3 separate regions of the Mus musculus genome follow, and all the other regions are linked to region 1. Evidence: chromatin contacts called from public HiCAR-type and promoter capture Hi-C data. All regions are on one chromosome and are shown on one strand. Each heading gives the region's core, a stretch centred on a gene start, on an enhancer-like site or on the middle of the called end of the contact. The rest is flanking DNA. Distances are from core to core; before and after follow the strand shown. Region 1 holds the start of Ino80dos (INO80 complex subunit D, opposite strand). Region 2 holds the start of Icos (inducible T cell co-stimulator). Region 3 holds the start of Abi2 (abl-interactor 2).

The links. HiCAR-type assays count read pairs that join an accessible place to other places. Capture Hi-C pulls out chosen DNA fragments and counts their contacts.
Region 2: a contact with region 1 is called in a promoter capture Hi-C map of adipose tissue, with 4 times the contacts expected there. The contact joins the promoter of Icos here to the promoter of Ino80dos in region 1. A contact is called at or near these places in 4 of 39 promoter capture datasets (cranial neural crest, hippocampal neurons, liver and 1 more), 1 of 484 Hi-C or Micro-C datasets (CD4 T cells) and 1 of 9 other capture datasets (adipose tissue).
Region 3: a contact with region 1 is called in a HiCAR-type map of astrocytes, with 7 times the contacts expected there. The contact joins the promoter of Abi2 here to the promoter of Ino80dos in region 1. A contact is called at or near these places in 2 of 39 promoter capture datasets (hippocampal neurons and stem cell-derived epiblast-like cells), 3 of 115 datasets of contacts at active chromatin or transcription factors (astrocytes, cardiomyocytes and embryonic stem cells) and 2 of 9 other capture datasets (adipose tissue and liver).

Annotation. Positions count from the first base shown.
Region 1 is chr1:63,113,177-63,115,876 of GRCm38.p6, reverse strand. It overlaps Ino80dos (INO80 complex subunit D, opposite strand), which reads right to left and starts at 1,406. Exons shown (of 4, transcript NR_045915.1): 1 at 1,333-1,406. Ino80d (INO80 complex subunit D) reads left to right here and starts at 1,610. Exons shown (of 12, transcript NM_001114609.1): 1 at 1,610-1,666.
Region 2 is chr1:60,976,389-60,979,226 of GRCm38.p6, reverse strand. Icos (inducible T cell co-stimulator) reads right to left here and starts at 1,313. Exons shown (of 5, transcript NM_017480.2): 1 at 1,211-1,313. The coding sequence starts at 1,268.
Region 3 is chr1:60,408,180-60,410,879 of GRCm38.p6, reverse strand. Abi2 (abl-interactor 2) reads right to left here and starts at 1,261. Exons shown (of 12, transcript NM_001198570.1): 1 at 961-1,261. The coding sequence starts at 1,077.

The DNA.
Region 1 (2,700 bases), core at 157-2,656:
GAGCACTGGCTGATCTTCCAGAGGACCCAGCTCAAGTGCCACATGGCAGCTCACAACTGTCTGTAAGTCCAGTTCTTGGGCATCTAAAACCCTCACACAGCCATACACGCAGGCAAAACACCAATGTACATAAAACAAAAAATCACTTAAAAAAAGTAAACCTATTACATCTTTGCAATGTACAAAGTCGCTCAACAGGCTGACACTACACCGGAAGTTCTGAACATTCCAACACTAGGGAAGAGAAGCCTACCCCTCAATTCTGTGTTCCAAGAAGCAGGCAGCAAAGTATGCAATGTACCAAAGGCCTAGACATTCATCAATCTATGCAAACTAAAAGAAAATAACAGAAATGGAATTCTAGATATAATTCTTAATAAATAATTTTACTTGAAGAAAATCCAAGGCATCTTTCAATCTGTTGCTAGGTTTATAGGAGTCATCTTTCTTCTTGGGCTGATAGATGAACTGGCTTGCTCAGCTGTCCTGAGAGTTTAAATACACACTACTTCTATTTGCACCGTGAAAAATAAACAGCTGTATTATGCCTTTCTGGGCAGTCAATAGGTTTTACTTACATTGCTCTGAGAGAAGACAAAAGCCATCTCTTTACAATTGACTCTCAGCAGCCTCAGTTCCTCAGATACCAAAACCACAAAATCTTACCTCTAATACATGAAACCATAAGTACGAATACATACAACATAAACGAGCATTAAATAAAGACAATACCGTGACCTCTAAGTCTCTCAAGTGCCAATTTACAGACTGGCCACCAGATACAGAACTTGGACCTGCCATAGAGAAAAATCATTATTAGCCTGAAAAAAAGAAAAAAAAATAGAAAAAAAAAAGTAAGCTGCCACTGTCACCCTTATGGAAAAAGTTAACATGGAAAACAATAATATCGTAAAACCTGTGTCTTGTAAAGATTTCTTTCCATCAGAAGGTGCAGAAACATTCCCCACCACGGAGCACACGACCTCCTTTCTGTTTCTTCCCTGCTTTTTCTCAAGTATGGGCTTTTTTCCAGCGATGAGAGGTAGAAATTTGGACTTTATCTGGCTGGAGCCGGTGCACTTCTCCCCTTGGCCCCTCTCTCCTCTGCCTCCAAGATGGTAGGAAAGTTGTCGTTTCGGAGGGCAGAGGAACTGCTCTGTGGTGTTATGTCCTCGCGGTGCCTGTAGTGGTGCTGTAGGAGGCTGCTGCCTCTTCTAGTGCAGGCGGGCAGCCCTGCCTTCTTGGCTGGAGAGTATATTCAGGGATTTCCCCTTAATGATCACCGACCCTGGGAGCACTTTTTAGTTTCCAAAATAAAAATATGATCCTCACCCCTCGTGTTAGACAGGGAAAGACTCTTGCCGAAGCCCAGGGAGGGAGCAGTAGCAGCCGAGCTCCCTAAGTCCACTGCCAGCGCCTCTCTGATCTGTCAGCCTAGGCGAGGGAGGGGGGGTTGAGGGGGAGGAAGGAGGAAAAAAAAATTAAAAAAAAAAAAAAAAAAAAAAGCAGCTGAAAGGTAAGCAGAGGCGGCCCCAGGCCCGGCCCACATCCCCGGGCTCCCGTAGGGCGGCGGGCTGGGCCGCGTAGGCAGGGCGGGCGGCGAGCGCGCTTACGTGAGGCCGGGGATTCGCCGGCCCACGCCAGGCCGCGGGCGGAGAATGAAAGGGTGAGTGGGGCCGGCGCTGGGGTGGCGGGGGATGGGGCACCGGGGGCCTCGGGGACGCCCGCGGGCAGCGTCGGCGGGGGTTCCGGCGGCGGCCTGAGCGCGGCGAGCGGCGCGGCCTGCGCGGGCCGGGCCCCAGGAGTGCTGCGGAAGGGGGGGCGCCCTAGGCCTCGGGCCCCGCGGCGGCCGCGCCCTGCCCCCGCGCCACAGGCCTCCCGCGCCCCTGGGGTCCCCCGGGGCCTCGGGGCGGGCGGGCGGGCTGCATCCTGCGCCGGCCCCAAGCTCTCCCGCGGGACGGAGGGCTGGGCGGCGGGGACCGGGGCGACGGGGCCTCGGAGTGGGGACCGTGCGGCAGCACCCCGTCCCCGGGCATCGCGCAGACGGGGCCCCCCGGATTCCGGTAACTGTTGGGTTTGTTTATCCCCCCCGCTCCACGGCGCTCTGGGCGGCCTGGCCGGGGCGGGGCGGGCGGCCTGGCGGGCGTGGGGTGGAGGGGCGGCGAGGAGTCAGGTGCAGCCGCGGCCCGGAAAGTTTCCTTTTAGGCCCGAATTGGAGGCCGCCTTCTCTCCGGGGAGCCCCGGTCCTAGCGCCCGGGACCCCCGAGGGCTTCGGGGGGCGAGCACTCGGCTGGCTCGAAACTCTTTGCCAGTTCCTGTCCGTTCAAGGTACTCCGCCCCTGCACCCCTCGCCCGCGCCGCGCCCCACCCCGCTCCCCGCGATCCCCGACGGGGCTGCCAACTCCAGCCCATTCCCCAAGAGCTCCAGGGCCCGGGGAGAAGCCGTCTCTTCCGGTTTGGAAAAGTTTTCAAGGGGTTTTTCTTAGCTTTATTAGTTAGTGACTGGGCTTTCGGGGGTGGGGAAGGGAGGAGGTAGATTCAGGTGCTGTTTCTATTGCAAAGTCAGGGTCCATCGGCCTCCCCTCCTCCCCCCTTTTTAAAAAACCCAGCACCCCACCAAGGAGCTGTGGGGGTGCTACTTGTGTCTTTATTACTACCCCCACCTTCTCTCCCGGACTCCTTTGGGTCCTCAGTCTCCCT
Region 2 (2,838 bases), core at 64-2,563, 2.1 Mb after region 1:
GAGTAAATGAGTGGATCTCCCTGCCATGGTTTTTCTTGTTTCACGTATGCTGCTAAGCTTTTCAGGGGGGTTGTAAAACTAGCGTGCAGAGTAGAAAACACATCTGGCCCAGAGCTGTTCTTAGTACTTCTTCCAGGTAAATACAACAAGGTCTTCGCTCTTCATCCTTCTTAAGAACATTTGAGTGCCTTTGAAACAGCACAATACTAAATGTTTAATAAATCCAATTTTAGGTTTGACTTCTTTTTGGAGAGAAAAGTAATGTCTCCTTCTTTCTACCACTGAAAAAAATGCATTTCCAGATGGACTTATACCACTGAGCATTCTGCTTTTGCTTCTCCTATTAAAGGCATTTCCCACCACTTAATGTTTCACTTCACTTATCCCAATTTCAAGAACAGTATGTAAGTGCATATAATAAGAAGCAGCAAAAGACTGTATGTAATTACTTACACTGCACATGACCCTCTTTAAACTTCTCATGTAGAGTCTGATAAATGTCACCCACGAAAAAGAGTCAAAGATTCCAGAATGTTTAAGGTCTAGAGGGACTAGTGAATGCTGTCAGTCATTTTCTCCCCCTTTTTACATTTGGGGTGATCTTCATATCTAGTGTCTAAAAGCCTTATAAGATAAGCCAGGATTGGTATGGCTCTGTCTTGAAAAACAAAACAATCAAAAATAAAAAGCAACAAAACAAAACAAAAACCACCAACCCTATGGCAGACTGTACATTTAAGACTTAGGACCAACCAGGTAAGAGTAAAGTCAAAATTTTCCTTTTGGAAGTCATCCACTTTTTTCTCTACTATAGAAGGATTTCCAGGGCTATTCAATTTCTATTCTTTTGACACAAATAATCTTGCCTTTCATCTTTCTCTAAAAAGAGTGAGCTACTCTCCTACTTTATACACTGTCAGGTAACTTTGAACAAGTAATTTAAAATTTTAATGGTCTGTTGAAATGTACTTTTTCATGTTAAAACACAGTATCAAAAGAAGCACTGACATCCACGCTGACCGGGCATGACGCCCTGAGCCGTGAGCTTCAGTGCCTCTGAAACTGTCTGTGCTTGTTAAAAACAAAATAAAATAAAATAAAATAAAATAAAATAAAATCATTTTCCATTTTTACTTAATTTTTCTACTTCAGATTTTTCTTAATGTTCTCTTGAAGTAGAACTCAATAAGAGCTATGGATGGCCACTCACCTGTTAAAAGTCTGATTAGGAAGCAGAAGACAAAGACACGGCAGAAGTACGGCTTCATGTCTGCCAGGAGCAGTTGCAGTCTTCTCCTCCAGTGCTCAAAAGTGTCAGTGAAGTCGTGATCTCAGTTGTTTTCAGTTTTCTGGAGAGGAAGTGGGTTTGTGGAGGTTGATGTGGTGTCACATTTATCATCCACTTCTACTTGGAGAGCTATCACAGCGCCTCCTGCATGGCAAGTACCCGGTGATGTATGAATGGATAGATGCGTAAATGAATGACTAGATGGATGAATGTGTGAATGAATACATGGATGTGTGAATAAATGGATGGATGGATGGATGGATGGATGAATGGATGAATGGATAGATGGATGCATGCATGTATGAATGAGTGAATGGATGGATGTGAGAATGGAAGGATGAATGGATGCATGTATGTATGTATGTATGTATGTATGGATGGATGGATGGATGGATGGATGGATTTCATTTTCAAAGCTATTTATGTGTCATTTGTGCTTCTAGGGACTTCATGGACCATTCATATCACTGCTGGGTGGAAAGCATTACCGTTTGTAGGGTGGATGCTTAATTCACAGATTTTTGTTGATCATGAAGGCAGGAAGAAAATGTGACCCTCTTTCTGGTTAGAAACACAAAGCCCATCATTTTCAGAAGCAATTCATTCAGATCTCTATATCAATAGCTACTGGGGACTGCAGGATCCAACACAAATTATGAATAAGGCATATTTTGACACATTTGTCAGGGCTATTTACTCCAGAGATGTAAGGCCTTTGAAATAGGACAGAAAATAAATGAAAGTTTTTAAGAAAATGACATTTTAAAACATCTGAAAGAGGAATATTCCTGGAATATGAGAAATAATATTTATATGGTGTTCATTGTAGATTATGATTTTATAAATGATAGGGTCAGGTTTAAAGTGACTTAACCCCTTTTCTCTAAGTTACAGTCATCTGTAGAAACTCGAGAGTCTGTCTGCATGTATGGTGCAAATGAAGCAAGAAAGCTAAGATGCCTGATAAAAATCTCTGTCTCTGCAGAAAGAGAAAAAAGACAGTAGCAATGGCAATAATGCAAATAATTTATTTACAGCCACCTAAATTTTATATGAAATATATCTTAATTAATTATATATAATATTATATATAATATAATATAATATAATATAATATAATATATATGTGGTATATATATTATATATATATATATATATATATATATATATATATATATATATATGATATATATAATTTAAAGGTAAAGAGGATGAGAAATGGCTCAGTGGGTAAAAGCACTTGCTGTCAAACATAAGGACCTGAGTTCAAATCCTTAACAACCTTGCAAAACCTGGGTGTGGTTGTGCATGCCTGTAACCACAGAACACCACAGGAGGGCAGACAGGAGGATCCTCAGAGCTCACTTGTCAGTCAGCCTAAGCAAAATGGTGAGTGTCAGGTTCCATGAGAGACCCTGTCTCAAGGAACAGCAGGAAGAATGATAGAGGAAGGTGCCCAGTGTCCTCTTCTGGCCTCTCAATGACTGCTCATAGACTACACACAACACATGGATACTACACACCATACCACACACACACACACACACACA
Region 3 (2,700 bases), core at 12-2,511, 2.7 Mb after region 1:
AGAATTTAAACGGGAGTAAAAAAAATGTAGACACAACCTGTAATTCAGTATAAGCCCTACGGAAAACAAGAGATACTGGATTTGCATACCATGAGTTAATTTTTAAAGTGTTGCTTCACAAAATTTTTACATTTATCCCATGACCAGCTGGTTCTCATCTCACCAATGCCCCGCCCCACACACACTTCTCACCTTCCTACACACACATACACTGAAGTCCCTGGGCCAAACCAATCATCATGGGAAAAAAACTAAACCATGTGGTTCGTTTCCCTAATTCTTTGTGAAAATAGTCATAGTTCTTTTTTCCCCAAAGGAAAATTACCTATTCTAACGAGACCTGAGAAGGAAAGGCAGCTCATTATCAGTTTCCCATTCTCCACAGGGAGGAGAAAAAAAAAATGGTATTAACTTGCAATAAGAGACAGCCGTTCCACCATGCCCCTTTTACATTTTAAAAATGTTTAAACTTAAGGGTTAAGAATTTTTGTTTTGTCTTCAGGGTACATTCGCAGGAATGGAGAAGTGAGGCATTTCACTTTGCAGAAAAAGGACCCCTTAATAAAAAGGGGGTCCCTCGGAATTTGGGCAGGGGGTAACCTATCCCTCTGTCACACAAGCCTGCCATCGAGCAAGATCCCGTTAGACAGAAAACGCCACTCGCCACCTCCCCCGCCATCCGGAACACTGACAGGAGAGGACTGCGGGGGCGACGGGGCAGAGGCGAGGGGGCGGGACGCCACGCACCGCACGGCACCGCACCGGTCACTCGCACGGGGCTGCTGGGGCCTGGTGGCGACCCTCGCTCCCTGCAGCCGCCGCCCTCGCCCTGTCCCTACCCCGGCGCGGCTCCCTGGACCGAGCACCGCGCGGCCTCCCCCGCTCGCCATCGCCCCGCGCGCCCCTCACAGCCCGCGTCCTGCCGCGCCGAGCCGCGCGAGGGGCCGCGTCGCATCGCACCTGGATGTAGTTATTCTCGCAGTAGTCGGCCACCCGCTCCAGATTCGTGTAGCTGTCGAAGAGAGCCCGGCGGCCCCCCGGGATTTCCTCTTCCAGCAGCATCTGCAGCTCCGCCATCTTCACATCCTTCTCTTCCTCCTCCTCCTCCTCCTACTCCTCCTCATACAGCCCGCAGAGGCAGCGGCCGCGACGCCCGGGAGAGGAGGAGCAGCGGCGGACGCGGCGGGAATCGGGAGGAGCGAGCGGCTACCCCCCCACACACACCCTACGGCGCGCGACGAGGGAGGGGGCGGAGGGGAATGGAGGCGGGGCGCGAGCCGACGGGCCGCGAGGACGGTCACCGCGGCGACGGGCGCGCGCACGCGCGCTCCCCTCCACCCGCCCCCAGCGCCCGAAAAAGATTCCCACCCGCGCCGCCCCTCCCCCACTTCCGGCGTCTCCTAGCGACGGGAGGGCGGGGGCCGGGATGCGCGCGGGAGCGGGGCTCTGGGTTAACCCTTCGGCCCCGCGCGGCCTTCCTGGGTCTGGGAGTCCTCAGCAGCCTTTGTTAGCCGGGCGGGAATGCACCTCTGCTCCCTGCTGCTTCACGCCGCCGCCCCCCATCTTCACCTCTGCACTTCACCCGGGGCCGGAACCCTGCGGAGGTCATCTGCCTGAGGAAGCTCGCCTAGGGAGAGGACACAGTGTCTTCACAAGCTCTGTGAAAGATAACACCTCATCCGAACAGGCAGAGCCACTGAACTTCCAGGCAGCTCTAAATACCACCTTGAACCTCATCGGCTTCTTTACAAATTGCAGTTACCTAGTCCCAAACCTATTCGTTCGTTCATTCATTCATTCATTCATTCACTCCCTTCCGTCCCCTGTCCTGTCCTCTCTTTCTTCTTGGCATGGTCTCCTGTATAGACCGGGCTGACTGGAATTACAGCCACATGCTGTGGTTGCCCAGCCTGGGCCTCCTCCTCACTTCACTTTTTTTAAAATTTCGATGGTGGTTTTGCTGGTACTATTTTATTTATTCACATGGTTGTAGCATGAATAAGATTAAACGAACAATGACAAACGTGCGTTTTTTTCAGATTAAGTACTACAAATTCAAGGACGTTCATCCTGGTCTTGTTATCCAGATATCTAATCTTTTTTCATAAATATGATTGGCCCACACCGTGAAACTTGAAAAAAATAAATAAAACTGACACCTTCTGTGATATCAAGACCACAATCTTTGTTAGTTCTGTGGAAACCCAAAGGGCACCCACCATCTTAGAGGGGTTTAGAGTTTAGGATTTGTGGTTTCAACTTTTATTGCTCTTGCTGTCACTTGGCCTCCTGTGATCAAATTTCAGATGATGAGGGAACGATTATACATTCCTAGAAAAAAATCAAATGCACTCGCTCACATATTTGTGGAGTAAACCCTGTGTTGTTACGTTGGCTTTATGATAAATACATTACCAATATGCGTGAGCTTTTGCCGCAGAGCCTAAAACAGTATTTTTAAATGATGATGTGGTCCACCTGGATCTATTGTTCAGCACTTTAAACACCTGTCTTAGTGTGAATGTTCTAAGTGTGAGAAGCTTGTTAAAAACAAAAGGGAGAGCTGGGGTTTGTAGCTGAGTTTAACTATGTGTGGAAAAAGAAGAGAAGCCTAAAGTGTGTGGAGGGGGATAGTTATGTATAGACACATGCACTTGTTTCAGGAAATGAGGTACAAACAGGTGAAGAAAACAAACATCA